Regions from separate parts of the Mus musculus genome. Here region 2 is linked to region 1. The links are chromatin contacts, called in public HiChIP or PLAC-seq maps. All regions are on one chromosome and are shown on one strand. Each heading gives the region's core, a stretch centred on a gene start, on an enhancer-like site or on the middle of the called end of the contact. The rest is flanking DNA. Distances are from core to core; before and after follow the strand shown. Region 1 overlaps Cldn2 (claudin 2). Region 2 overlaps Gm39538 (a long non-coding RNA gene).

The links. HiChIP or PLAC-seq counts read pairs in DNA pulled down with a chosen protein or histone mark.
Region 2: a contact with region 1 is called in a FOXA1 HiChIP or PLAC-seq map of pancreatic cancer cells. The contact joins two enhancer-like sites.

What each region holds. Positions count from the first base shown.
Region 1 is chrX:139,808,620-139,815,508 of GRCm38.p6, forward strand. It overlaps Cldn2 (claudin 2), which reads left to right. Exons shown (of 2, transcript NM_016675.4): 2 at 1-2,767. The coding sequence starts at 89. The coding sequence ends at 781. Among named protein-coding and RNA genes, the nearest start is that of Cldn2, 11 kb to the left of the region's middle. Within about 2 kb of position 4,417, at least 42 of the 459 cell types and tissues checked have an H3K27ac peak or open chromatin away from gene starts, as enhancers often do. A contact at or near this core is called in pancreatic cancer cells, where this site is marked.
Region 2 is chrX:140,517,390-140,524,278 of GRCm38.p6, forward strand. Gm39538 (a long non-coding RNA gene) reads right to left here. Exons shown (of 3, transcript XR_003953088.1): 3 at 4,176-5,377. Among named protein-coding and RNA genes, the nearest start is that of Gm39538, 14 kb to the right of the region's middle. Within about 2 kb of position 3,507, at least 317 of the 459 cell types and tissues checked have an H3K27ac peak or open chromatin away from gene starts, as enhancers often do. A contact at or near this core is called in pancreatic cancer cells, where this site is marked.

The sequences.
Region 1 (6,889 bases), core at 3,167-5,666:
GGATTAGAGGCTCGGATCCAAGAAGCAAGAGCAGCAGCCAAACGACAAGCAAACAGGCTCCGAAGATACTTCTACTGAGAGGTCTGCCATGGCCTCCCTTGGCGTCCAACTGGTGGGCTACATCCTAGGCCTTTTGGGGCTGTTAGGCACATCCATTGCCATGCTGCTTCCCAACTGGCGAACGAGTTCCTATGTTGGTGCCAGCATTGTGACGGCGGTTGGCTTTTCCAAGGGCCTCTGGATGGAGTGTGCGACACACAGCACAGGCATCACCCAGTGCGATATCTACAGTACCCTTTTAGGACTTCCTGCTGACATCCAGGCTGCCCAGGCCATGATGGTGACGTCCAGTGCAATGTCCTCGCTGGCTTGTATTATCTCTGTGGTGGGCATGAGATGCACCGTGTTCTGCCAGGATTCTCGAGCTAAGGACAGAGTGGCTGTAGTGGGTGGAGTCTTTTTCATCCTTGGTGGCATCCTGGGCTTTATCCCAGTTGCTTGGAATCTTCATGGCATCCTTCGGGACTTCTACTCGCCGCTGGTTCCTGACAGCATGAAATTTGAGATTGGAGAGGCTCTGTACTTGGGCATCATCTCAGCCCTGTTTTCTTTGGTAGCCGGAGTCATCCTTTGCTTTTCCTGCTCGCCCCAGGGCAATCGTACCAACTACTATGATGGCTACCAGGCCCAGCCTCTTGCCACTAGGAGCTCTCCAAGATCTGCTCAACAGCCCAAAGCCAAGAGTGAGTTCAACTCATACAGCCTGACTGGGTATGTGTGAAGAACCAGGGGCCAGAGCTGGGGGTAGGGTGGGGTAGTGGCTGGGACTATATATATAAAAAAAAGCAGTGGACAATGCCCCCAGGGTCACAAGCAAAGGACATTGCCACTGAATCATGTGTAAGGTGCTGCTGAGGGTAGAATGACTTTGGCCATTGGATGGAGTGAAGGCAGAGATGAGAAGAGGGGTGTCAGCATGTAGATGGCATTGCCAAGGACGCTTGCCAAGCTAGCTTTTCTATTTCCCTCACCTGACCTCACTAAAGTACCTCCTGTGCTTTGAATGCTCAACCCAAAAGCCCAAATCCCATCTCTGCCACTTTAGGCTATGCCCAGAGGCTCTCTTCTGCCCTTTGGTTTACTTGGAGATCTGTCCCCAAACCAATCATATCCTGTTGACTAATCACCTGTGATCAAAAGACCCTCTCCCTCTGGCTGAGGTTGGCTCTTAACTCAATTACTAAGGGACAGAGAGAAGAAAGAGTGGTGGCTTCTGTGAGGACATTTCTAGCTCCCTTCTCAAATCTCCAGCCAAAGAAATGGATTAGTCAGTAATGGGCCCTGAAGCTTCTCTTCCAGTTTTGCTATGAATGCAGTATGTCCAGACTGCATTGTGAATGAACTGAAGGAAAGCTATCTCATGGCATCCAGCAGAATACAGCTGGGTGCAGGATGGGAGGCAACCTGGGATCTAAAGAAACAAAACAAACAGCAAAACCCGACAGAATCCCTTCTCAGGCCATCTCCTATAATTCCCGTACATTTGTGGGTCAGGGATGGAAGCACTGCTAAGGAAAGCACAAGAAGCCAAGGGAAAGCACATGGCTGCTGCCCTCTGACTCCACAGAGGAATTGCCCAGAAGCCAAGGTGAACACGGACCACTGAAAGCTCTGCCTCCCACTGGGGTGTCTGACCCAGCTTCCTGCTAAACCACAAGACTTGGAGCCCTAGACAAGGGTTTCCTTAAGGACAATAAACCAGTTTTTCTAGAACTGCCCTTTGACATGCGAGTTGCAGAAGGCTTAAAAAAAATACTACCCTTTAGCCCTGACCGAGAAAGAATAAGGGCTTGGGTATCAAAGAACCGGACAGAGATGTGTGGTAGCTGTTATGTGTGCTCCTACTGTTTCAGAGAGGCAGCCCTACCAGATACTTTAGACTTGATGGAAGACCAACCCATCAGGGTCTATGTCTCAGCACTACAGAGCCTCTGAAAGACCACAGCACCAGAGAGGTCCTTTGTCACTTTTCACACTTGAGTCATCGCCCATCAGAAGATACTCTCACAGGTATGCAAAGTCTCCAGTGTGGAACATCTGTGACCAAGGTGTTGTGTTCATGACCTGAGCAATTGGTGAACTTCTGCCTGGGATTGTGCTTGAGGTGGGAGAACGGAGACTGGTTCCCTGTCCAACAGTTTTATTTCCACGGTCTTAAAATGCTCCATTTCTTCTGTGGTAGATGGGGGTCATAAACCAGAGACATTTCCCCACCACCACCAGCTTAATATCACCAGCTTCAGAAGATCCCCAGCGCACCTCATCAAAACTTCAGCACCGGCAAGAGAGGCCCATATGTGAGGTTTCCCTTAACATGCCTTTCCTATTTCCACCATATTACTTGTGTTCAAGCTGATATGCTGACCTGGAAGCCATTTCCTTTTAACTAAGTCATCCCCATGCTTGGAGAACTTGCTCATTGAGCCTTCTCTGACCACTCCTTCCTGTTCTTTCCTTTCCCTCCTCCAACTCCCAATATATAAATTGCCTAATCCTCATCATTCATAATTTTGATTGATAGTTTATAGTTCTTGTATGTGCATTTGTGTGTGACTCTATCCGTCTGTCTGTCTGTGTGATCTCAAAAGTTCACTGTAAGTACTTGGAGGGCAATTGCTATATCTTAGACCTGTCCATATGTATACCCAAGACTGTAACAGTGCTGGGCACACACAAGGTGATCAATAAACGGATGTTGATTGAGTAATTGTTGTATTGATTAAAAGACAACTAAGACAAGGCACATGTAAAAGAAAGAAAGGAATTGGGTTAAGAAAGGCAGTGAGAACCTGTACACAAGGGGGAGTAGAAAATTCCAGGGTTTGTGAATATGATCAGCAATCATGACAACACCCCTCACAAAAGAAATGAAGGGGTTTTGTTTTTGTTTTTGTCTTTTGTTGTTGTTGCTGTTTTGTTTTTTTCCAAACATGGTTTCTCTGTATAACAGAGCCTTGGCTGTCCTGGACTCACTGTGACCTAGAACTCGCAAAGATCTGCCTGCCTCTGACTCCTGAGTGCTGCACCCAAGGCATATACCAGCATGCCTGGCAGAAATGAAGTTCTTTACCTTGCTCATTCTTATTTCAGAAAAATAATTTTATTTGAATTTTACGTCACTGAGGTTATGATCCTATATTTGATCCTATATTTGACATATACAAAAACTAAGATTCCCACAAGTTAAGGTTTTCCCAGGGTTACACAGCTGGAGTTAATGCCTTCATCTCTTGACTATGAAACTAGGTTTTGCTGATCCGACAATATTCACAGTCGGTAAGAACAGCATTCCAAAAGTTCCCCGGCAGTCTAAAAATTTTTACTTAGGGCCAGCAGCATACCAATGTGACATATGGGCTCCCCTGGTCACCCAAGAAGGTGATCTGGGAAAGTGGGGATTCATCAAACATGACTACTGCCCACTCCTCCCGTGCTAGCTGTCTGTCGGGGGGGGGGGGTGCCAGGGTGTCATCTAAGATCGAACACCTTAGTTCTAAGCCCTCTAACTCTGCAGGAGTTTGAGACAACACACCAGTGATTTGACTTCAAAAGGAAATAACAAAACCTAGTAATAAGGGTATTAAAAAAAAAAAACTAACAATAGTGGGGTCCAATGAGATTCAGCTGAGCCAGCCGTTGTACTTAGGGAGCAGCAGCCAGCCCATAGGAGCTGGTTATTACAAACACTGGCCTTGCACTTCTGAAGTGGGCCTTCTCTGGTGCAAAGGATTGAAGACAGTATCCAAGTTCATTTAGAGGGAAGAGCAGGGGAGGAGAAGGGCCCACAATACATAGGAAGAAGTCATCTCTTATCTGGTACCAGATTTCCCCAGTGCCTAATTGGGGATAACCAGAGGCTAAAAGCCAGGTTTGCTTTGATAACTACACCTTGGTGACTCCTGAGTATGGCTCTGATTGCCCACAGTCTGTCGGCCAAATTGGTTTTCCACAAGAGATGAAATGGAGGACTAAGGAAGTGGATAACATCTCTAAGGTTACAGTCTGTCAGAATCTGGGTTATAAATGTGGAAACCACGGTAACATGGCTCTGCAATTTGAACTTCAGAAGGTATGTGGTGACCCGTGGCTCTTCCAACTTGAGAAACCCAGTCCTCACCCCACCCCATCTGCCACAGAGTAGAAGAGCTTATGAAGGAAGTGAGCCTCATGCCTGTAGGAACCACCAGGATAGCCTCAGCCTAAAACAAAGGGCAAAAAACAGGATCCCTTTGATTGGTTGAGCAAGGAAATCTTTGCTCTGAAAGGTTTCCTAGAAGTTTCCTGAGTCCTGGTCCAAACTGAACAGTTCCCAGCTCCCTCATTGCATTTCCATCATAAAGTAATTTAGATTAACTGTAGACTGAAGGCAGAGGAAAAGCCATTATGTTAATGCCCCTCGCCTCATGCCTCTGACCCTTGCACAAAGAGATGTTTCTGGCCTCTTTGTTTCCTGTGATACTAGTGTGACTCATGTTTTCCCATCTTGGGGCCCTAGTGACCCATTATTGTGTGATCATTAATGGAGGTGGGAAGGCTGAAACTGCCTTCTCAGTGGAAAGGCAAACCCCAACCTTCAGTCAAACAGCCCCCCCAACTGACCAGCCTTTTGAGCCAGCCAGTCGGCAGGCCAAATCACACTGCTTGAGCTCTTTTTTTTTCTTCTTCAATTAGATATTTTCTTTATTTACATTTCAGATGTTATCCCCTTTCCTGGTTTCCCCTCCAAAACCCCCAAGATGTGCCAAGTAAGGACTGTGGGGCTGAATGGAGTGTCTGTGCTGGAGGAAGTTGACAGCTAAGGTGGAAAGAAAAGTCGGGTGTGTGTAACCACAGCACAAAGCAGAACACAGACTGCCGCTCAAGGGACGGAGGGGTCCCTAAAGGTGTCTGGGGGCAAACATTTATGTAAATCCCTTTAAACGCCAACCCCTTTGAAAAAAGGATCCAACACGGTTTGAGCTTGGGAAGGATGGAGGAGGAAGATGGAAACAACAACCCTGTTTCTTACAGCTAAGGGTATCCAGGAGCTCAAGGATGGGACAAAGAGCCTTTTTAAGGGGAGAATGGAGCCTGACTGTATTGATAAGCCATTATCCTTCAGAGCCGTTCTCACCAGACCTCTGCCAGGCTCCAAAAGAGGGAGTGACCCAAGAGTGAGCTCCGTCTTCCCTTCCACATCTCCTTCCTTTAGGTAGTTCTTCAGAAATTTCTGGGGCAGAAGAAGCAGAGCTAATCTAGGTATCCTGGGACCTTTTGGCTCTGGACTAGAGTGTAGACAGAACTGTGTGAGGAGCGAGTGTTAGGGGAGCTCAGGAGGCTTCACAGTGAGGGTCAACTGCTCCTTCTCTGGTCAGTGAACACAGGATCTCTTCATGCCTGCAGCTTCCTGCTCTGGGGCCACAGAGGCCACAGACTATGAAGCGTGTATCTTCCTCCTCAGCTTGGCTGAAGCCTGGCCCATTTTTTTAGCCTGGGTTCCCTGGCCAAGCGGCTCCATGGGCTTTGGTGAGAAATGTTGTTATCTCAAGAAGGAAAAGAACTTCAAACAGGAAGTCCCGCAGGTTATCTCTCTCTTCTTCCCCTATGTGGTTGATCATTGAATGTTGTGGTGTGATAACTGATAAAAGATTAGCAGGTGGTTAGCTACAGAGACTATGATCTGACCACGCCCTCTCTTAACCGAAGCTGACCGCACTTCTGGGAACCGTAACTCTCACTCAGAGTTTTCTGTCCCAAGAGTCCATGCTCTAGAAGACAAGCAGCACTTGACAAAGCAGGAAACACCATGTGAAGGTGCATCTTGGCCCTTGTGAGGTGTTGCTGCTTTGTCATCCTTGAAGTTTTGTCTCTTTGGGATGACCCTCTAACCGCCTCAGGAGACCCCCAGGAGGTCTTTGGAGACCTTTGCAAACACTCATGATCTTGTAGAGAGATAACCCTGAGAATACTTGTATCCTTTTACCAGCATAGGTAGCAAGATGGCACACTAAATGGCAAATGAGTGGTGTGTCAGGCACACCATCTTTGCACACTTATCACTCTGAAATCTTTGAAAAAAGTTCAGTGAGAGATGCTGGAGGCCAAGGCAAAGGGCAGTGCTCTAAAAGTGTCGCTTCTCCGCCTGAGTTTGCTCTGGGAATTACCCGGTGGGGTAGGAGAGGAGGGAGGAGCAGCTTCCACAAAGCACTATCTGATGATGCTGGGAATGTCCTAATCCCTTGGTTTAAAGGTCCCCCGAAGACTTTGACTTAAAAAACCAAGTCCATTTTCTGGAAAGAGAAACATATTCAGTCACAGATCAGCCACTGACGACAGAAACTGCACTAAATTTTCTATTCAGGCCTTAATGGAGCCAGAAGAATCCAATTTTCAAAAAAAAAAAAAATAACAAAACTACAGCAGTCATTGGGAAGCCACTGCGGAGCAGGAGCTTTTATTTGGAATAACACACACATATCCTGAAATATGTAGATGATTCAGCAGCTTCAAAGACGAGGACAGCAGAGAAATCAGAAAAAGGCAGATAGGGTAGGCAAGGGAGTGCTACCATCCCGTTGGCAATTCCAGGACATCTCGTGGGGTTAATTTTACTCTTCTCTGTGTAATAATAAACTAGTATGTTCTCAAGTGTCACTTTTTCACTCCCTGAGACTTGCCCAACTCAGCATTGTCTGGGAAGGGGGGGGGGTGTGGTTCAAAGAAGCCAGAGAGAACACTTCAGGCAAGGGGGCAGCCAGTCCAAGACCTCCCGGAGTGTAGGAATAGGATCCCAACAACTGTTTTGATATCAGGAAAGCTGCCAAGGAACAGCCAGAGTGAAAAACCCAGT
Region 2 (6,889 bases), core at 2,257-4,756, 710 kb after region 1:
GAGTTCCTGTTCTGAGTTCTTTCAATGATGAACAGCAAGCAATATGGAAGTATAAGCCAAATAAACCCTTTCCTCCTCAACTTGCTTTTTGGTCCTGGTGTTTCATTGCTGCAATAGACACCCTAACAAGACACTAGTAAAAAAGAAATTAAAGGGAAGCCAGTGGTGCATGCCTGTGATCCCAGCTCTTAAAATAGGGAAGCAGGATGAGGATTGTGAGTTCAAGGTCAGTTAGGATACATAGTGAGCCATGCCTCAAAAAATGAGGGAAAGACTTTCAGGGTGATAGCAAGTTTTGTGTCTGCTGTGTGGGAAATGAATGGGCCAGAGTGGCTAGCCTGGATGTGGATAGAGCAGTCCAGAAATTTCTGCAACAGTCCAGACAAGAGTTTGCCAACTAATACTGAAGCATCAAGGAAGGGACTGGAGTGGAGGGGCTGGAGTCCACAGATAGGTAGAAGGTCAAATTAGAAAGCATGTAAGTGAATTGATGGTGAAGTTTTGGACATCTCAGATGTGCCTAGACATGAAGAAGGCCACCTGAGAAGTAATGGTCACCAAAATCCAGAAAACTTCTGTCTTGGGCTCAGCATTCCTCTTTTATGCCATTTAACCTTCACCCTCACATAAACTCTACATTCACCCTAGTCTCACCTGTTTCCTAATACTCAGCCACACACAGCATCAATCAGTGATGCAATGGAAATTCTCCCAACCTACTTAAGTCCTAGGCTTTCACTGGTTCCTACATAGACCAGCCATCCACCTGCCAACCCTCACAAGTGGGCTTCTTAAGTGTTCTCTTTAGATCATTTGTCTCTAAGGGAGATAGTTAACACATGCAGATGGTGAGCCCGGCAATTGAACCTCTAAAATAGGAATCTGGGGAACAGGAAGGCATGGCATTTACATGTTTCAGAGGCTCTGTGGGTAATGCAGGATCTGTTCTGGTCCATTAAGGGCGCTTGTGGTTCCGACACCCCAGCACACAGGTCCTGCTGGCTACTAGTGGACAGAGAATTTGTCCTGAAATACTCCCTCAACACAGGCATCTTTCCCTCTTGCTCATCTTTCTGTCAGGAAATGCACCCCTGCCCAGCCACTAATCAGATTACCCTCTTACACAACTTTCCGCCCCTCCTTCCTCGCCCATTAAATTTCCATAGGACAATCAGTTCTCAACTGCTCTTTCCTCTGTGTTCCAGGGCATTTCTCACAGTCTGTCTCATTTAGGAATTGCTTGTTTATATATGAGTGCTTAAGATGCTTTAGAATTCTGGGAAGACTAAAGCTGTCGTCGTCGGACTGGCAGCATCTAGGACAGAACCAGGCCCGCTGTAGGTAGCCAGTAGATATTGAGTGAATTGAATCGGTCGGGAAGCCAGCATGATGTGGGAACAGTGTAAACCACAGAACGATGCTCTTGACCTTCAGAGTCTCTAGCAGGACCGAGTATGTCCTCCTAAACTTGCCTGACACCACAGCTTTATAGGACCAGAGAGATGGGGACACAAAGACCTGCTATAACCAAGCAGGAATTGTGAGTGTGGCCCAGTTCATTATTCACCACTTTACTCAGTACATCATTGCATTCGTTTTCTATACTAGGCACTACATGAGGCACCAAAGGTAAATGGGTGACCCCTACCTGCACTCCCCGCTCATGGAAAGCAGAGGCAGGGGAATCACAAGTTTCCAGCCAATTTTGGCTAGACAGTGGATTTGAGGCCAGCCTGGATTACATGAAGCCTTTCCAGAGCCAGACCTGCTCTTACCCCTGCACCCTGACAAAACCCAGGAACAGAACCTACCTGACTCGTGTTACTCACCCTGACGCAGCTTCCGGGTTAGCAAGAAGCAGATACTAAATGATTACAGTTACAACTCGTGCTCTGAACGAGGGGCAATGTCCGGTAAAAGTGGATATTAACAAGCGGGCTTTGCTTGGGGCGCCAGAGCGGAGCTACAAGAAGGCTTTCCTCAAGGATCTAAGGAAGTGACTTAGAGATGAGACCACAGGCCTGACCATTCAGGCAGAGCTGAAGAAGCACCAGAGCCTTTGTGGAAAACCTTCAGGGAGACTGTGGTGGCTGAGTGTGCACTGGATCATTCTAGAAGATACGAAGAGACCAAAGCATCTTTTACATTTGGGTTGAGAACGACTGTGACCCAAGGTGCTTTCAAGGCCACATAGGCATCCCTTACTTTCCTGACCGCACCGGAGTAGGAGGCAGGAGGTAACAGTAGGCAGCCAGCTAGAGGCCTGACTCCATAAGACTTTGTAGACCAGGCTGGGGATTTGTTTTTTGTTTTTTGTTTTTGTTTTTGTTTTTGTTTTTTTCAAATTGCGGAATGGGAGAGTTTTAAATTGGGAGTTCAGTGGTTCAGTGTAGCTTGGCTGCTGTGTTGGTTGATCCTGGATTGACAGGAATCAAGAATGGAAGCAGACAGATATGTGAAGAGGTTAGGATGGTGACCTACACTACGTTGGTGGCTAGTGAAACTGGACTGTGGGTTCGGCCCACACACTTTGCAGATGAGGAAAATGAGGCCCAGAAATAGGGAGTGGCTTGCCCAAGATCATCTCACTTCTGGTCTAGTCTCCCATTAAGAGAAAAGCTAGCAGAGAACTAAGGGGAAAAAAAGCGAAGTGGATTGTGGTAGGATGAATTCACTAGGGCACGTTGGGAAATGTGGAGTTCTGGAAGCAGAGATGCCCAGATAGGGAAGGAAAAGAGACTTTGAAGAACATATACCAATGTTCTTCAAAGTGCTTTGTCCTTCCACAGGGTAGGGGTGCAGTAAAGCCAGCCAGCACCAGCCCTGAGTTACATCCCAACCCTGTTTAGTCTGGCGGTTGCTCAGACAGGAGCTGCGTTCTTAAGGGCGGGCCAGTTCCTTCCTGCCTGGGGAGTCTAACGAAGTGCTGAGCTGGGCAGAACTCCCAGTGCTCCCTGGGTCCCAAAGCAAGCAAACAGAAACCTCATGCAGGGCCACGTGAGGTCAGGTGGGGCGGGGCACGGAAGCCTGAGCTGTGAACGGATTGGCTACTGTTTGACACACCACTTTGAGAGCCCGCCGGCCATGGGAGGCTCAGCCTCCTTGCGGCTTCTGGCCGGCCCCTCCCTTGCTTGTCTTTGTAGGATAGGGGTGGGGGTGGGAGGATCGCCTCATAACTTCCCACCACAAGTTTCTTCGCTTCTCCAGCCACCCCTGGTCTTAAAAAAAAAATAGTAGAAATGTGACTGATTACCACTCACTGAGTAAACACCGCTAGCAGCCCAAGGAAGATGAACACTGCGCCTCTCCTGATGCAAGGGGGGGGGGGGAGTGTTATTCAGGGGAAGACCGGGCTGCAGAGAAATTAGGGGGAAAAGTCACCAAAGGGGTTTCCACCAAGGTTTAGATCTTAAGAATATTTCTCTCACGAGGCTTGGACGCTTTGCCCTCAAGTGGGCATTACTACCAACTTACAGGATGCCAGCCAAACTGGCCTCTCCCCAACCTAGACTCCACCTCTCCGGGCCTGGCCGCACTGCCTTGCCCATCTGCCTTTCCAGAACAGCTGCTTGCTGGGGAGGAGAAACGAGGTGCACTGCAGATGGCGAGGAATCTTTCTTACCGTTCTCCATTTAAAAATTGTGAAGTCGATGCTTTCTGAAGTCACTTTTAGGTGTGGCATGCTAATAGTCTATGCAACCAAGATCAGGCTAAAAACTTTAGGGTTTTTTGTTTGTTTGTTTTTGTTTTTGTTTTTTGTCTGGGGGCGAGGATTGTCCTGGTGGAGAATCAAACTCAGGGCCTTGGACACCTAGACTTCTCTATTCCACATCTTACTTTTAAAAAATTTTTTTTCTGTTTGTTGTTTGTTTGTTTTGAGACAGGGGTTCTCTGTGTAGCTCTGGCTGTCCTGAATGGCACTCATTATGTAGACCAGGCTGGCCTCGAACTCACAGACATCCACCTTCCTCTGTTTCCGAAGTACTGGGAAGAGCACCATCACCGCTGGACTTTAAAACCCTTTTTGGAGGAGGAGGTAGGGAAGTACACACCTTCAATTCCAGCACTCAGGAGGCAGAGGCAAGTAGATCTCTGTGAGTTCAAGGTCAGCCTGGCCTACAGAGCAAGTCCAAGACAGCCACAGCTACACAGAGAAACCGTGTCTCAAAAAAAAAAAAAACAAATTAAAAAAATTTATTTTAGGAGTTCACATATTCTCCACAACAGCTATTGTAACATAGTATTGCTGATGCACCCCCAAGAACTTATTTTGTTGAGACAGAGTCTCACTTCATAGAGCAGACTGGTCTGTAAGTATGTGGTTCAGGGAAGGCCTACAGTGCACTCCTTACAATCCCTCTACCTCCCAAGTACTGGAATGGCAGAGATGAGAACCCGTATCAATACAGTAAAGATGAGTGAACTGTTGAGTCATTTACCCATGAACGCGTAACTTACCAAATATAGAACTAGGGCCTGGACTCAGTTCTAATTCTGCACATCCTACAGTTATAATTTGTTCCCTGAGTAGTGTCTTTAGAAATTTTATACCATCCACATTAGTCTTATACTGTGACAAGTTAGTCCTGTCTAACAGAGAAAATGACCCCCTTGTCTGTCTGTTTCACACTTTGGAGTGCTGGAGTTTCATATTACTGGAAGCAGGTGGACACATCAATGCCATGAGGCGAATTGTCATGAGAAGGCTTCTTTCAAAGCTCTCCTGGTGGTGGCCGGGTGATCTGCTGCCAGGCTGCTGGGGCGGGGGCAGGGCACATGTGGGCAAACTGAGAGAAGCAGGGACAGCTGGGAAGTTGGCTGAAAGGAGCCCTGTGATGTGTCCTTAGGTTCTTCGGTGCCTGTCAGATCTTGGATGGGTTCTTGGTCCTCCTCTCGAAAGATATTAACGAGGGCAGGGGAGCCCAGTGAATATTTAATAGACAAGTATAAAACATTTCACAGACTCTGTCTACATAAAGTTCTTTTGAAGGTCCACACAAAGCCACAAGGGCCTCTTGGAACTCTCAATCCGAGGAAATGATTAACTATCCTCATTTCTGCAGAACGATGCAATCTGTTTATGAAATGTCTAAATTAATGGGGAGGATCCAGTGCAGTTGGGGGTTTTCCACCATCATCCAGCCGAGGCTCCTGGTCAGGGAAATTTGAGCCTGGGGCTCACTTGGCTTCCTCACCACTTCCTGCTCCCAAGCCTCCTCCAACAGTGTGCCTTTAATAAGTCCAGGTTGTTTCCAGTTCGCAGCGTTAGTTAACCCTTTGAAGTCTGGGTAGGCATATCACGGTTCAAACTCGCAAACCATTTAATATACATCAAAGATTGGCCAGCAGCGCAAGTGTCCCTATGTAGATGTTTTCACTGTAGGGATCAAATGAGATAATATGTGTGTGAAAGCGCTGTGTAATCCTTGAAGCACAGTAAACGACTTTATTATATTCCTCAATAGAATGGCATATTATTTATAAGATGGATGCCCAATCTTATGAGGGCCCTTTGAACAAACCAAATTGGCACTTGTTGAATGTGGAATAGCAGTAAATTTCCCTCCTCCCCTTCTACTCTCCCTCTCCCCTCCTTCTCTCCATATTTCTCAAAGCAATGGACTTGGAATTCGTTGCTTTCTGCTTGAGTGTGAGCCTTGCTCACTTCAGCTCACTACAATCTGCCTTTTCTTTCTTTTTCCCCAACAAGGACTGTAAAAGACACAACATGAAAAAGTATTTCTAGAAATGTAGGAACTTGGTTTTGTCCCTGGCTCCTGAGAAATGCTTGCTGTGTGTGCTCAAGGGGGCAAGCTGGGCTGTGTACACACAGGCTCGGAGACCAGCTGTAAAGACAAGGCGGCCTCAGACACAGAGATGTTCTGAGAAAACCTCTTCTCCAAATCTGAGGTGATTCTCCTAAGGCGCTGGGGGATAAGGAAATCAGTCTGATCATTTGGAGGGGAATTTGACAAATATCTCACAAAATCATCTATGCATGCATCTTTTGACTCAGCAATTCCATTTCTAGGAACCTGCCTCCAATAGTCTAAAAATGCATATGTACAAAGGTACTCATTGCATTGCTGCTAATGATTGCAAAAGGTCCTGGGTTCCATTCCCCCTACTATACAAAATTTAGGAACTGCATGAATGTCTACAGATAAAACAGTTATTACTGCAACAACAACAGTGTGCCCACATTGGAGTATTATGCAGCTGTGAAAATAATGCAGATACTCCCTATGAACCAATAGACTGATTCTAGGCTTGTTCCTTAAATATTTAAAAATTTTGAGATAGGTTCTTGCTAGATAGCCCAAGTTGCCTGAAACTTATAATCTTCCTGCCTCAGCCTCTCAAGTGCTTGGATTATACATGTGAAAAAAGAAATATATATATTGAGACAGGGTTTCTCTGTGTTGTCCTGGCTGTCCTGGAACTTTGTAGATCAGAACAGCCTTGAACTCACAGAGATCTGCCTGCCTCTGCCTCCTGAGTGCTGGGATTAAAGAACGTGTACCACCACTACCTGGCAGGTATATTGTTAATAAAATCACAAGTGTGGGAGTGGGGTGTAGCTCAGTGGTAGGGTCCTTGTCCAGCATATGTGTGAGACCTTGGATTCTATCCCTAACATCACAAACAAAGACAAATATAAAAATATGTCTATGTTACATTCCTTTTTGCTTAAGGACAAGAAGTTTTTAAAAGATATATGTATAGATACAGAAGGAAACAGAAGAATAAACCAGAAACTAATGGAATTGGTTACCTACACAAAGAGGGAAAATCAATACATAGTAGGTATTACAGAGGCATTTCTGGTGATGTAGAAGGCACACTAGAGGGAATGGCTTATTTAGTCATGGAGTTTCGGGAATGTTTT